2 separate regions of the Hordeum vulgare genome follow, and region 1 is linked to region 2. Evidence: chromatin contacts called from public Hi-C data. All regions are on one chromosome and are shown on one strand. Each heading gives the region's core, a stretch centred on a gene start, on an enhancer-like site or on the middle of the called end of the contact. The rest is flanking DNA. Distances are from core to core; before and after follow the strand shown. Region 1 holds the start of LOC123424898 (putative disease resistance protein At1g50180). Region 2 holds the start of LOC123424890 (DEAD-box ATP-dependent RNA helicase 10).

Evidence for each region. Hi-C and Micro-C count contacts between places; a contact is called where the count stands out from the background.
Region 1: a contact with region 2 is called in a Hi-C map of seedling, with 3 times the contacts expected there. The contact joins the promoter of LOC123424898 here to the promoter of LOC123424890 in region 2. A contact is called at or near these places in 2 of 6 Hi-C or Micro-C datasets (leaf and seedling).

The regions. Positions count from the first base shown.
Region 1 is chr2H:55,510,047-55,515,868 of MorexV3_pseudomolecules_assembly, forward strand. LOC123424898 (putative disease resistance protein At1g50180) reads left to right here and starts at 4,552. Exons shown (of 5, transcript XM_045108590.1): 1 at 4,552-4,644; 2 at 4,755-4,838; 3 at 5,077-5,822. The coding sequence starts at 5,096. It overlaps LOC123424900 (a long non-coding RNA gene), which reads right to left. Exons shown (of 3, transcript XR_006621758.1): 3 at 3,981-4,738.
Region 2 is chr2H:55,248,863-55,254,604 of MorexV3_pseudomolecules_assembly, forward strand. LOC123424890 (DEAD-box ATP-dependent RNA helicase 10) reads right to left here and starts at 1,422. Exons shown (of 13, transcript XM_045108581.1): 1 at 1,089-1,422; 2 at 878-1,001; 3 at 720-789. The coding sequence starts at 1,275.

The DNA.
Region 1 (5,822 bases), core at 3,302-5,801, 260 kb after region 2:
TACATCGACGCTTCATCCTGTGGAATCGCTCTCCCTCTTTCCTTAAGCGTCTAAATAGGTGTCTCAACATTTTAGATGCTCTAACTAGGACATGGAGTATATGAGCTCGAGCTCGTATACTCCCGGATGAACAGTAAAATTAAAAAAAAATAGTTAAAAAGGTCGAAAAAATCTGAATTTTTGGGACATGAAACATTGATGTTTTTTCTAGGTGCGTGTAAAATTTCATGGTGAAATCACATTTGTAGAGGGGTGGGCAAAAAAAAACAAAATCAATGCTCAAAATTAGTGTTTTTTGAAGCATTTTGGAGCATCAATTTTGTTTTTTTTGTCTACACCTCTAGGAATGTGATTCCGTTATGATTTTTTGCATGCATGTAGGAAAAACATCAATGTTTCTCATCAGAAAAATTTAGAATTTTTTAAAATGTTTAATTATTTTTTCGGATTTTACTGTTCATCCGAGAGCATATGAGCTCGAGCTCAGAATAGCACTTCCCATCTAACTACGCTTCCTTATGTGAGTGGAGACTTCGAATTTGATATTTTCTCAACCAATGAGATTATTTTTTGCAACCGATGAGACTTGACTGATGACTTACCGCGTACGGTGTCCCGATCAATGGCTAGCTATCTCGAAATACTTCCTCCGTCCCAAAATAACTGTCTTGAGCTTAGTACAACTTTATATTAGAGCTAGTACAAAGTCAAGACAGTTATTTTGGAACGGAGGGAGTATTAAATATCATCTAAAAAAATCTAGCTAGCAAGAGAAGTGTACCTTTTGAAGGGTCCACCCAACCAGTTGTCGATTTCTATCCCAAATTATTTTATGTGACATACCATTTTCTTTGAAACTATCGTGGATTTGCGATTCTAGACATCAGAAGTTAAATCTCAACAACGTGAACCAAATATCCAACGTTTTTGCTTGTTTCGATATACCCTAGTTCTGTGATTGTGCTTGTGATTTGCCGAGGTTTTCAAAAAGTATGTGTTGTCATGTGTTTTCGGTGAATTCTTGGTAATGCGTGGGAAACACACTCACGAGATAAATAGGACTATTAGAGTATCTCTAACAGACCTTTAAAATGAGGTAAATTAAAAAAATTGACGATTATACAGATTTGACCTGTTTTTTGGGTCACATCTGAGCCTGTACATTCATTCAGCCCGTGAATGTTTTTATAGTGGCCCACAAATCTCCCCCTCCTAGCAGTATAACTTAGGGTTTGCAGCTCAGATACAGATCGAAACCCTACCGGCGCGTCACTGCAAATCCCAAATCTACCGCTCGATTTCTCGTCACCAGCAACCTCACTACCCCTCTCTCCTCTAGACGTGGCGCGGGATGTGGTCGGCAGGCCCCGAGCGGGCTCGATGCGTTTCCTCCGACACCGCGAGGAAGAGGGCTGCCCGGAAGTACACCAACCGTGGCCTAGAGCGGCCGCCATTGCTCCTCCGCCGCGAGACGGAGGAATACGACCACATGCAGGCGCGGCTCTCCTCCGCCGCAGGCAACTCAGTCAGGGTGTCGATCTCCCGTTCACCACTGATCACTCTGATGAAAAGGGAGCCGGAGGAGCTCCCTCGGCTCCGCCTGGTGAAGAGGGAGCCGGAGGCGAATGCGGAGCCGAAGCAGTAGGGTAGTAGTCGCGTCGGGCCGGAGGATTTCCTTCCCCGTCGAAGGCGGGCGCCATGGAGGTCGCCATCCTCGCGCGCAATGCGCGGGTGGAGGAGGAGGAGGAGCAGTGCCGCCGGCGGGAGGAGGAAATCGATGTCGTCCTGTACAAGCAAGGACTTGCAACGACGCAGGAGGAGTGGCGCGTCGAAACCAAAGTGCAAGAGGCGATGTACATTGACCTCACCTCGGACGAGGATTGATCGCCGCGGCAGCATCACTATCGCACCCGTAGGGCTCCGACGAGCTCATTTTGGTCAATTTATGGTTAGGGTAGACGTCCAACGAGCCCCATTTTGTGTCCCTGCTATATGTATGTATGTATGAATCATCTGCACTTTATATGTATATGAATGATCTTCGTGAATTCTCCCTACTGTTCTTGTTCATTTCTCATGCAAAACTATATTTTCAAAATTTACAGTTTTAGATGTAGTTTTTGCTCTGTCGCAACTATTTTAGACCGTTATCCGAGCGAAATCGCAAACTGTAAACCCCTTAGAGCAACTCTAGCAGACCCCTTATATCCCTCAACTCACAAAATAACTGACAATTTATGGTTCCGCACTAAAAAAGTGACCCGAACGGACTTCGTAAACGCGTTCAACCCTTTAATTTTTTTGAAGGAGCACGATCAATTTGCTCCTCTGACCCACAAATACACAATTTTTCCCACCACCCCATCGACACCCTATATCTCGCGAAAGCGGTTGGCGGGAGGTACATTTCAGCCCATGCTTGTTTCCTTCCCCATCCCGCAGCCACCCGACACCGCAGCTGCACGCCCATCACTTTCAGTTTCGGCCATATCCACCAAGGGAATCACGGCGCCGGGCCGCCTTCCCCCCCCCCCCTAAATCTGCCGAGCCGTGCCGGCTCCAGGTGTCCGTCGACCCGGTCGACCGCCGCCGCCTCACTCTGCCCCCCCCCCCCCCCCCACGGATTCGTCGAGTCCCCGCCGCCCCCAGGTGACCGCGGATTAGTCCTTTTGTGCCTTCTTCTAGTTCGATGTAGCGATCGATTCATTTCATTTAGTTGATGTGCGATTTATATCATTGTTGTATTCATAACAATTTTTGTATTGAATTATTACTTTGATTCGGTGATCTGAATAAGTATTGTAATATTATGGTTTGGATAATTGAAATATATTTATTTGATCTTATGTTTAATTCATAATTTTGTGTAATATGTGACATATAAATCAAATTCAGCAAATACCACTTGTTTTACGGACTGGCACGGGCCGCGACCGAACAGACCCTGCACCGCAAAATAGAATACTCGTAAAATATTCTGTTTTACAGTTCCATGGTGCGGGGTCTATTCTGCTACGACCCGCGCCCATAGTTTAAAAAACCGAACCGGACATCGAACTAGAAACGTTGTCGGTTCAGGTTTTTATCGGTCGGACCGTCGGTTCACCGGTTCGATTGTTGGTTTTTTAAACAAAAAAAAAATAAATGTTGAGTAATATATGTGCTAATATAGTGTGAAACAATGGTTAAATAAAATTATTTTCATGTAATGAACAAAAAAGTAGCCTAGCCGAGTTGGTTATAGGGTCGTGGGTAGGCCTCGCGTATGTCTCACAAGACTCGCGATCGAATCTCACTTCTTCCAAATTCTATTAAAATATTTTCCTGGTTTTCACGGTTTAGTGACCCGATTTTTTACTGTTTTTTTAGAAAACCGGACAGTTCGACCGGTTTTCTCCTGTTCAATTGCAGAATGGTCTTACTAGGTTAAAAATCTAATGAGGCTGTCAGTTCCAGTTTTTTCCGGTCTAACCGTCGGTCCGGTCCGGTTTTTTAAACCAGGCTGTAAACGGGCAATACGGGTCCACGATATAATAAGGGGTATGCTAGAGATGCCCTTAAGGCCTTTCCACACGCAACAAACAGCAACGAGTACAGTTAACCAGAAGAAAGAAAGATGTTGCAAATATGCCAACCCATGGCATTTTAAATTTGAAGAGCTCCCCAGAAAATACCACAATTGTCACCTGCTAGCCAGAATATTACCCAGATTGGTTGTCGGTGTTTATGCCTTCTTAAATCTGATCAATTCAAGCTACATTTTACACGACAAGCTAGCCTGATCTGATGCAATATTTCAAATGATAGTCTGATGCAAAATCTTCAGTTAAGTATATTTATTTTCAATCTTTTTAAGAGCGAAACCATTCTCATGAAGACCGTATGCTTGTGTAAATCAGCATGAATGACGTGATATGAATTCAGAGTTCTGCTGCAAATCAAGAATAACAGAAACATCTGAATGTACTGTCAGTACATAATTAAAGAACAAAGGCTTCTTTTCATGATCACGACTAGAACCACACATACGGGACAGTTACCAGCCTCTCATAAAGTATGCTCAGATAACCCAACAAAACATCGATCTAGGCAAATGAATATGTGTTGTACTAAAACGAGGAAGCCAGACAGATATATAATTGATCCTCGTATATTGCCGGTACATTTCAACGCAGCACCAGGGACGAATAGACATGGTTGGCACCAATATGACTGCACTTTAGTAGGAAAATGTATTATCATGTTCCTAAAAAAAATGTATTATCACGACAGCGATGGTGACAAAAAGTCCATAAAGATTCAACAAGCATTGATGACCGATGCTTAGTGCCCACAAATATTTGCAAAGAACTGGTCTTTCTTCACCAGTTCGTCCTTCACACTCCACGGCCAAAGTCACAGATCTTTCCTGATAACGACATGCTCTGCAATCAAAACACTATTACTTATCAACTCAGACATTAAAAATCAAAACTTGTCTCTCCACCCAGCAACGTGCTCTCTCTAGTACGATTTACATAATTGGAGAGAGAGAGAGAGAGACCGGCGACGAGTCACACGCTGACGGTGAGGACTTGAAGAATTTGTGGGAGCAGAGTACCAAAACAGTGAGTATCAAGCAGAAGGCATGCATCCCCTCGATCGGTGAGTATCTCCCCTTTTCAGTTCTCCTCATTACAAGTGTCCAGCTCGCTTTTAGCTCCCACTCTCGCCAGATCTATCTGCTAGGACTGATTTACTGATGGAATTGGAAGCTCAAACCGTCAGATCTATCTGCTATGACTAATTCACTGGTGGAATTGGAAGCTTAAGTGCAGTCATCATCATACTAAGAGCAGGTTCTACAAATAACCATTCTAACTACTGGCTCTACAAAAGTACTCCCCCCATAAACTAATATTAGATCTTTTAGATAACAAGTAGTGATCTAAACGATCTTATATTAGTTTACAGAGGGAGTACTCTATAAACTAATATAAGACGTTTTAGATCACTAATGTTAGATTACAGGGGGAGTACTACAGATAGGGAAATTTCTAATATATGTTATTTTTAAACAAACTATGTTGGGAGCAGCTACAAGGAGGAGCAATCAATGGCTGAGTCTGCTGTTAAAGCCGTGGTCGGGAATGTGAGCAAACTTGCGGTTCATGAGACCTCATTTTTATGTGGTGTCACTAGTGAAGTAGGATTCTTGAAAGATGAACTGAAGCGGTTAAAGTGCTACCTTAGATCTGCTGATGCTAAACGGAAATCAGGAGATGAGTGTGTGGCTACGTGGCTCAGCCAGATCAGGGACGTGACATATGAGTCCGAGAATGTCATTGAAGCTGCAGATTACATGGGGAAGAAAAACAGGCTGAAGAATGGATTCTTGGGTGCCATTTCAAGGTATGCTCGCTTGCCAAGTGACATGGTTACCCTTCATAACGTTGGTGTCGATATCCAACGTATAAGAAGGAAGATCAGCGAGATATTTGACAGTGCAAACCGTTTGAATATTGATTTGGATACTGGTGTTCTAGGCAAGTGCTGTGCCGAGGATGAGTTTCCACGAGTAAATGATCTCATGGATCAAAACTTTGAGGATAATGTTGCCATTGTCGGTTTTGAGGATGAGTACCAAGAAATAACGGACAAGTTAGTTGACAAAGAGAACAATACTCTTAGTGCTATCTCCATAGTTGCCATGGGTGGAGCGGGAAAAACATCACTAGTTAGAAAAATCTACACTTCATCAAGAGTAAAAGAACATTTCGACACAGCTGCTTGGGTGACTGTGTCTCAAAAGTTCAAGGCCGTTGATTTACTAACAAGTATTA
Region 2 (5,742 bases), core at 172-2,671:
CCTTAAAACAGTAACTCAATAGTCTCCTATTGTTGACGAATACTTGATTTAAGTAGGTTGTACCATGGTCACCAAGAGACATCTTAATGCAATAGAAGATAGAAAATTTCATCTAAGTATACTGAGCAGAAGTAATCAGCGTGAAAGTGAAACACTGAAGCAGTCTTGCCGTTGTGGAGGAGAAAGGTCATCAACAAACACTAAAATTGTCCTTATGGGCTCGTAAAGCGACAAACTTATTCAATTTAGTTATGATCTTTAAAAAAATATAGTAATAACTATGTTCCCCTATGCTTTGGCTTCACCAAAGTTGAAATAGGCTACATATATTCAGAATTCAAAACAGCACCCTGACATTACTCCTCTTCATGTTATGCGCGCAATACGATCAAAGGCAGGTAGCCAACAATTCACAGCCAGCTATTACAACAATTAGTTAATCAGACCTAGGATGCGCGCAAAGACACAAAGCATATTGCAGTATGCGCATCCAATTGGTTGTAGCATATACTCCCTCCGTTCCAAAATATAAGACCTTTTAGAGATTTCACTAGGAGACTACATACGGAGCAAAATGAATGAATATATACTCTAAAATATCTCTATGTACATCCGTATGTAGTTCATAGTGCAATCTCTAAAAGGTCTTATATTTAGGAACGGAGGGAGTAATTAGTAGCAGAACTGGATAAACAGTCAATTGTATCAGCGCCACTTACCACTGAGCAAACCAAGCCGATCCCTGACCCTAGCGCCTCGAACTGCTCTGCAATCTGAATGGCTAGCTCCCTGAACCCCCACAGCCTCAGGGTAAGCTTCCACGCAAGCTATCGAAAAAGGAAATGTATCTCGGGAAGGAGAGGCAAAGGAAAGTAACCTCGTTGGCGACATGACGCAGGCGAAGAAGGGCTGGCGGTGCTCGAGCAGCGCCTGGATGATGGGCAGCGCGAAAGCGCCCGTCTTCCCGGACCCCGTCTGCCCCAGCCCAATCACGTCCCTCCCTGCGCCCAAAAATCCGAACCCAGAATCAACGACCCGCGACCACCACAGCTGCACGCATAAACGGCCGGCGGCGCCGCCGGTAGTACCTTGGAGGGCGTGGGGGATGGCCCCCGCCTGGATCTTGGTGGGCTGCTTCCACCCCATGGCGTCGCAGGCCTCCACCAGCTCGCGGCAGATGCCCAGCTCCGCGAACGTCGACGCCTCGGCCGCCGGCTCCGGCTCCCGCTGCTGCGCCTCGCCGCCCCCGGCGGCCGCCTTGTCCACCACCGCCATGGCTACGGGGGGAGAGGAGAGGAGAGGAGAAGACTGGAGTCTTCTGTGCGCGCGTGGGTGAATGCGGCGGCGGCGTGGGGTTGGTCTGCTAGGCGTGGCGCTCGGCGGTTGCTGGTTATGTGACGGGAGACAGAACTTGGCGCACACGGCCGCGGGGTCGGCGCGGCGGCATAAACCCTAGCGGACGAAGCGGAGGGTGGGAAAATCTCGTGGGCCGGCATGCTCGGCCTGGCCGCTGGGAGCGGCCTCGGTCCGGGAATGGCCCACTTCATATACTCCTTTTGTTTTTATTTACTTGGCATATTACCTTTGTCTTGAAACCAACTCTTTAAACTTTGAATTAATTTATAAATAAATTATTAACATACACAATACCAAATCAATACCTTCAGATTCATTATTGAATACAGAATATCATATGTACTCCCTCCCTCCCAAAATAAATGTCTCGATTTTATACTACCTCTAGTACAAAATTATACTAAGCTTAAGACACTTATTTTGAGACAGAAGAAGTATTTGTTAGTGTGAAAAAATAGATTGTTTTCAATAAACTTAATCAAACTTTGTAATGTTCCAAGGAACACTATAGTTCTTACTAAAGTATCTGAACTCATAGATGCAAATAGCAGAGCGTGGGACGAGGAGCTCATCAATGATCTGTTCTGGCCGGTAGATGGACAACGCATTATGAATATCCCACTCGCTTTGGGAATGATGTTTGATTTTGTTTCTTGGCACCCAGACAAGCATGGGATCTTTTCTGTTAGATCGGCTTACCATGAAGAGTGGGAATTCCAACATGGGTGAAAGTTGAGGAGAACAAACACAAACCAATCCTCAGGTAATAGTCCAATTTGTAGAACCATATGGAAACTGCGGATCCCTGCAAAGATTAAATCCATCTATGGAAATCTCTGTTGGGAGCAATACCCTGCTATGGTGTATTGGCCAATCGTCATATCATGGCTAGCTCCCAATGCCCGTTGTGTACAACAGATTGTGAGAGCATTAAACACGCCTTCTTCCAATGCCCGAGAGTGCAAGATATCTGGAGAATCTTGGGGCTTTACAGCCTTGTGCAACAGACCTGTACAATGGAGCGAGATGGGAGTGCCATCCTCTCGGAACTGCTCTTATCTAAGAGCAAAATTAGCTCACACCTATCGGATGTCGGTCGTGGTGAACTAATTGCAACTACCGTCTGGTATGTATGGTGGGAAAGGAGGAACTTCACCCATGGCGAGGAAATTTTTGAGGCTCCCAGATCAGCGCATGCAATATCAGCTCTTGCGAAGAACTTTGCTAGGGCTAGGGAGAAGAAGAAGGGGTAGTTCGGCACGGATGGCAGCGGCCACCTGAGGGTCTTTATAAGCTTAATGTCGACGCTGGGTTTTCTAGCGATTCGGGGACGGGAAGCACAGGGGCTGTGTTGCGGAACGACAGAGGTACTTTCATCGCCGCCTCATGCAGTGGGATTCCGTTTGCCGAAGACACCAGCTCGGCCGAAGCAAGAGCACTCAGAGATGGACTTATTCTGGCTAGTGAGGTGGGAGTGCAGAAACTTGTAGTTGAGTCCGACTGCACGGAGGTGATAGACACCATGATACAAGATGGCAATTCCCTCGGACCGGCGGCTGCTGTTTACGAAGAATGCTCTTTCTTTGCCAAGAATTTTAGTTCTATCCACTTTGTTTTCTGTCCTAGGAAGCAAACACGGTTGCTCATACCTTAGCTAGATTTGCCGAACCCACTAGAACTAGAAAGTGGATGGAGGAGCCCCCTGGCTTCCTCATTTATACCCTACCTGATGATGTAACCATATTATCACATGCAATATAAGGGCCAATCTGTCCTTCCTCGTTCAATAAAAAAACTTTGTAATGTTCCCATACGAAGTAAATAAAAACTGAGAAGATATTACACGTAGGTGCTCCTATTTGTCGGGAGCAAGCAATTGGAGGGTACAATCAAAGAGAAACTCATAGATCACTTTTGGTGCACATTGGTGCTCCCTACGGATTTTGCTCTTTTTTTTCTCTTCACGTGTTTACAGATTTCGTTTGCTTGTTTCTAGTTTCGATTTTTGCTTGGTTTTCCTTTGGTTTTGTTGAAAGAAATAGAAACAATGCTTTTTTTCGCGAGAAGTATAATATATGCTTCTGCTAGAAGCATAAATGTGGTTCTACGAGATTTATGATGTGTGTTTTCATGAGAAACACAAATGTGCTTACCAAAAAGGGAAAGGCACATATGTGCCTGCCCAAAAAGGGAAAAAAGCATAGCTCTATGTTTTCAAAAAAAGAAGAAAATGCAAGTTTGTCAAAACATATTAACATTGCACCTAGTTACAAATATCTTGACGTGAGAAATTCAATTACGAAAATGATTTGTGATTTGGAGTAAGAGATAAAATGTTTGGAAAAAAATAAGTCCGTGAACAAAAAAGAGAAAACTTCCAGGTAGCGACGCACACGCAATGTGTCAGTTGTCATTACCAAAGACGATGGAAGTGCCCTCTGCAAGGAGAAAGTACCCTTTTGAGCTCGAGCTCAAATGCACTTGCATGAACATTAAAATAAAATAAAAACGTTTTAAAAAATTCTGAACATTTTTTGTGATAAACTTTGACAAATGTTCTAAGTGCTCGCAAATTTTCATCATAAGATGTGTAAGGCGTGGCAAAAAATAAAATCAGTGTTTCAAAATGCTTTCAAAAGTAGCATTTTCAGAGCATTGTTTTTGTATATTTTTTTCACGCCTTACTCAAATGGTACCTCGTGATGAAAATATACAAGCACTTAAATTTTTGTCAAAGTTCATCATAAAAAAGTCAGAAATTTTTGAAATGTTTTTTTTTCGATTTTACTATTCATGCGGGTGCATTTGAGCTCGAGCTCAAATACTCCACATCCACTGTAAAAGACCAAAAAATCACGCCATGTAGAAAATCGTTGACAAAACGAAAAAACATAAGAATACGATGCAAGGCGAAGAAGCGGCAAGGCCCAAGCACGTCCGGGGTGTGCAAATCTCTCCCTAATAATAAAGGAGTTACTGCTTCTGTCGTCCGTTACGGAATTGCCCCTAGACTTCGCAGGAATTACGCCCCTATGCCACCGATGAGTGGAAAAAACGATTTGGTTTCCTCTTAGTTTTGAAGTCAGTCGTTCGTCCATCCTCCATATAAAATAATACTGAATATATAACAGTTCCTCGCGTATCCTTGAGACACGCTCTTTCATCCGGGAGGCCCGAGTTCGATCCCTGTTGTTGCCTTTCCTCAATTATTATTTTTGCTTTTTAATTTCAGTATCTCTTTTACCTTTTTTTTTTCTGAATTGTACTACTTTTCAGGTTTTGGTGTCTAAAATCTTCACTACAAAACAAAGTCTGACAGTATATGCCATTTAGAGGAGTATTGCTGTCAACATAAACTTTTTGTTTTGTCCCTCAAATATATATATGCAAAAAGTATAAAATGTTCATGAATCTAAAATGTATTCCTGATTTTAGAAAATGTTCACGAACTTGAATTTTTATCACAATTTCAAATATTTTTAGAAAATATGATTTCACAAAAATGAGAGTGATGTATTTCGGTGATGTAGCAAAATATGGTTATCGCTGTTGAAAATTATGATATTTTTTCTTCCGTTGCAACGCACGGGCCGTTTTGCTAGTAATAGAAAACGACTATTGAATGCAGCGCTTCGGTGCACAGATTCATCTGCAGTTGTTCAAAAAAAAACTAAAACAAATACTAAAAATCCAAAATTTGCATTTTTTTTCTCATGGTAGATAAGCTCTTGCGTGAGCTCTCAGCAAAAAAAAAAACAATTCGTGTCAAAAAAAGTGGATGTACACTAAATTATGTTAAAGACCCTGAATTTGTCTTTTTTCCGAGAGTTGCTCAGATGTTCTAATGATTCAAAAATTAGAGCAGACCTCAGGCATCAAATTATCTACCATGCAAAAAGAGGATTTTTTTTAAATAGTATTTTGTTTTGATTTTTTTATTTAGCACCGGTGCAGATGATCTTGGGCTTAGAAATGGATTTTCGACCACTATTATTCTACCTAGGTGCAGGGTAGTAGAAAGGTTGATCCAAATTCATTGCTGCAGCTAACCATCCAATGTAGAAGAATTTAAATTTTCAAATCAAAGTTTCATAACGGAAAAAAATAGAACTTCTCGATTACTAATCTTTTTTTTGTTGGAATAAACACTTCATTCAAACTGCCATACAGAGTACTAAACATTTCACTGAAAACAGGAAATTTCCTGTTATTTTACACTCCCGGTGTCTCCTCATTTACTAAACCTTGGTGCACCCGGCCACCACGCCATTATTATTATTAATTAAACACATTAATGTGTGGGAGAAGGGCGCCAACAAGCATGTCCACGTGGTGCATGATGGTTGGCCGTGGGGAGACATTTTTTGAAAAACTTTTGGAGATTAT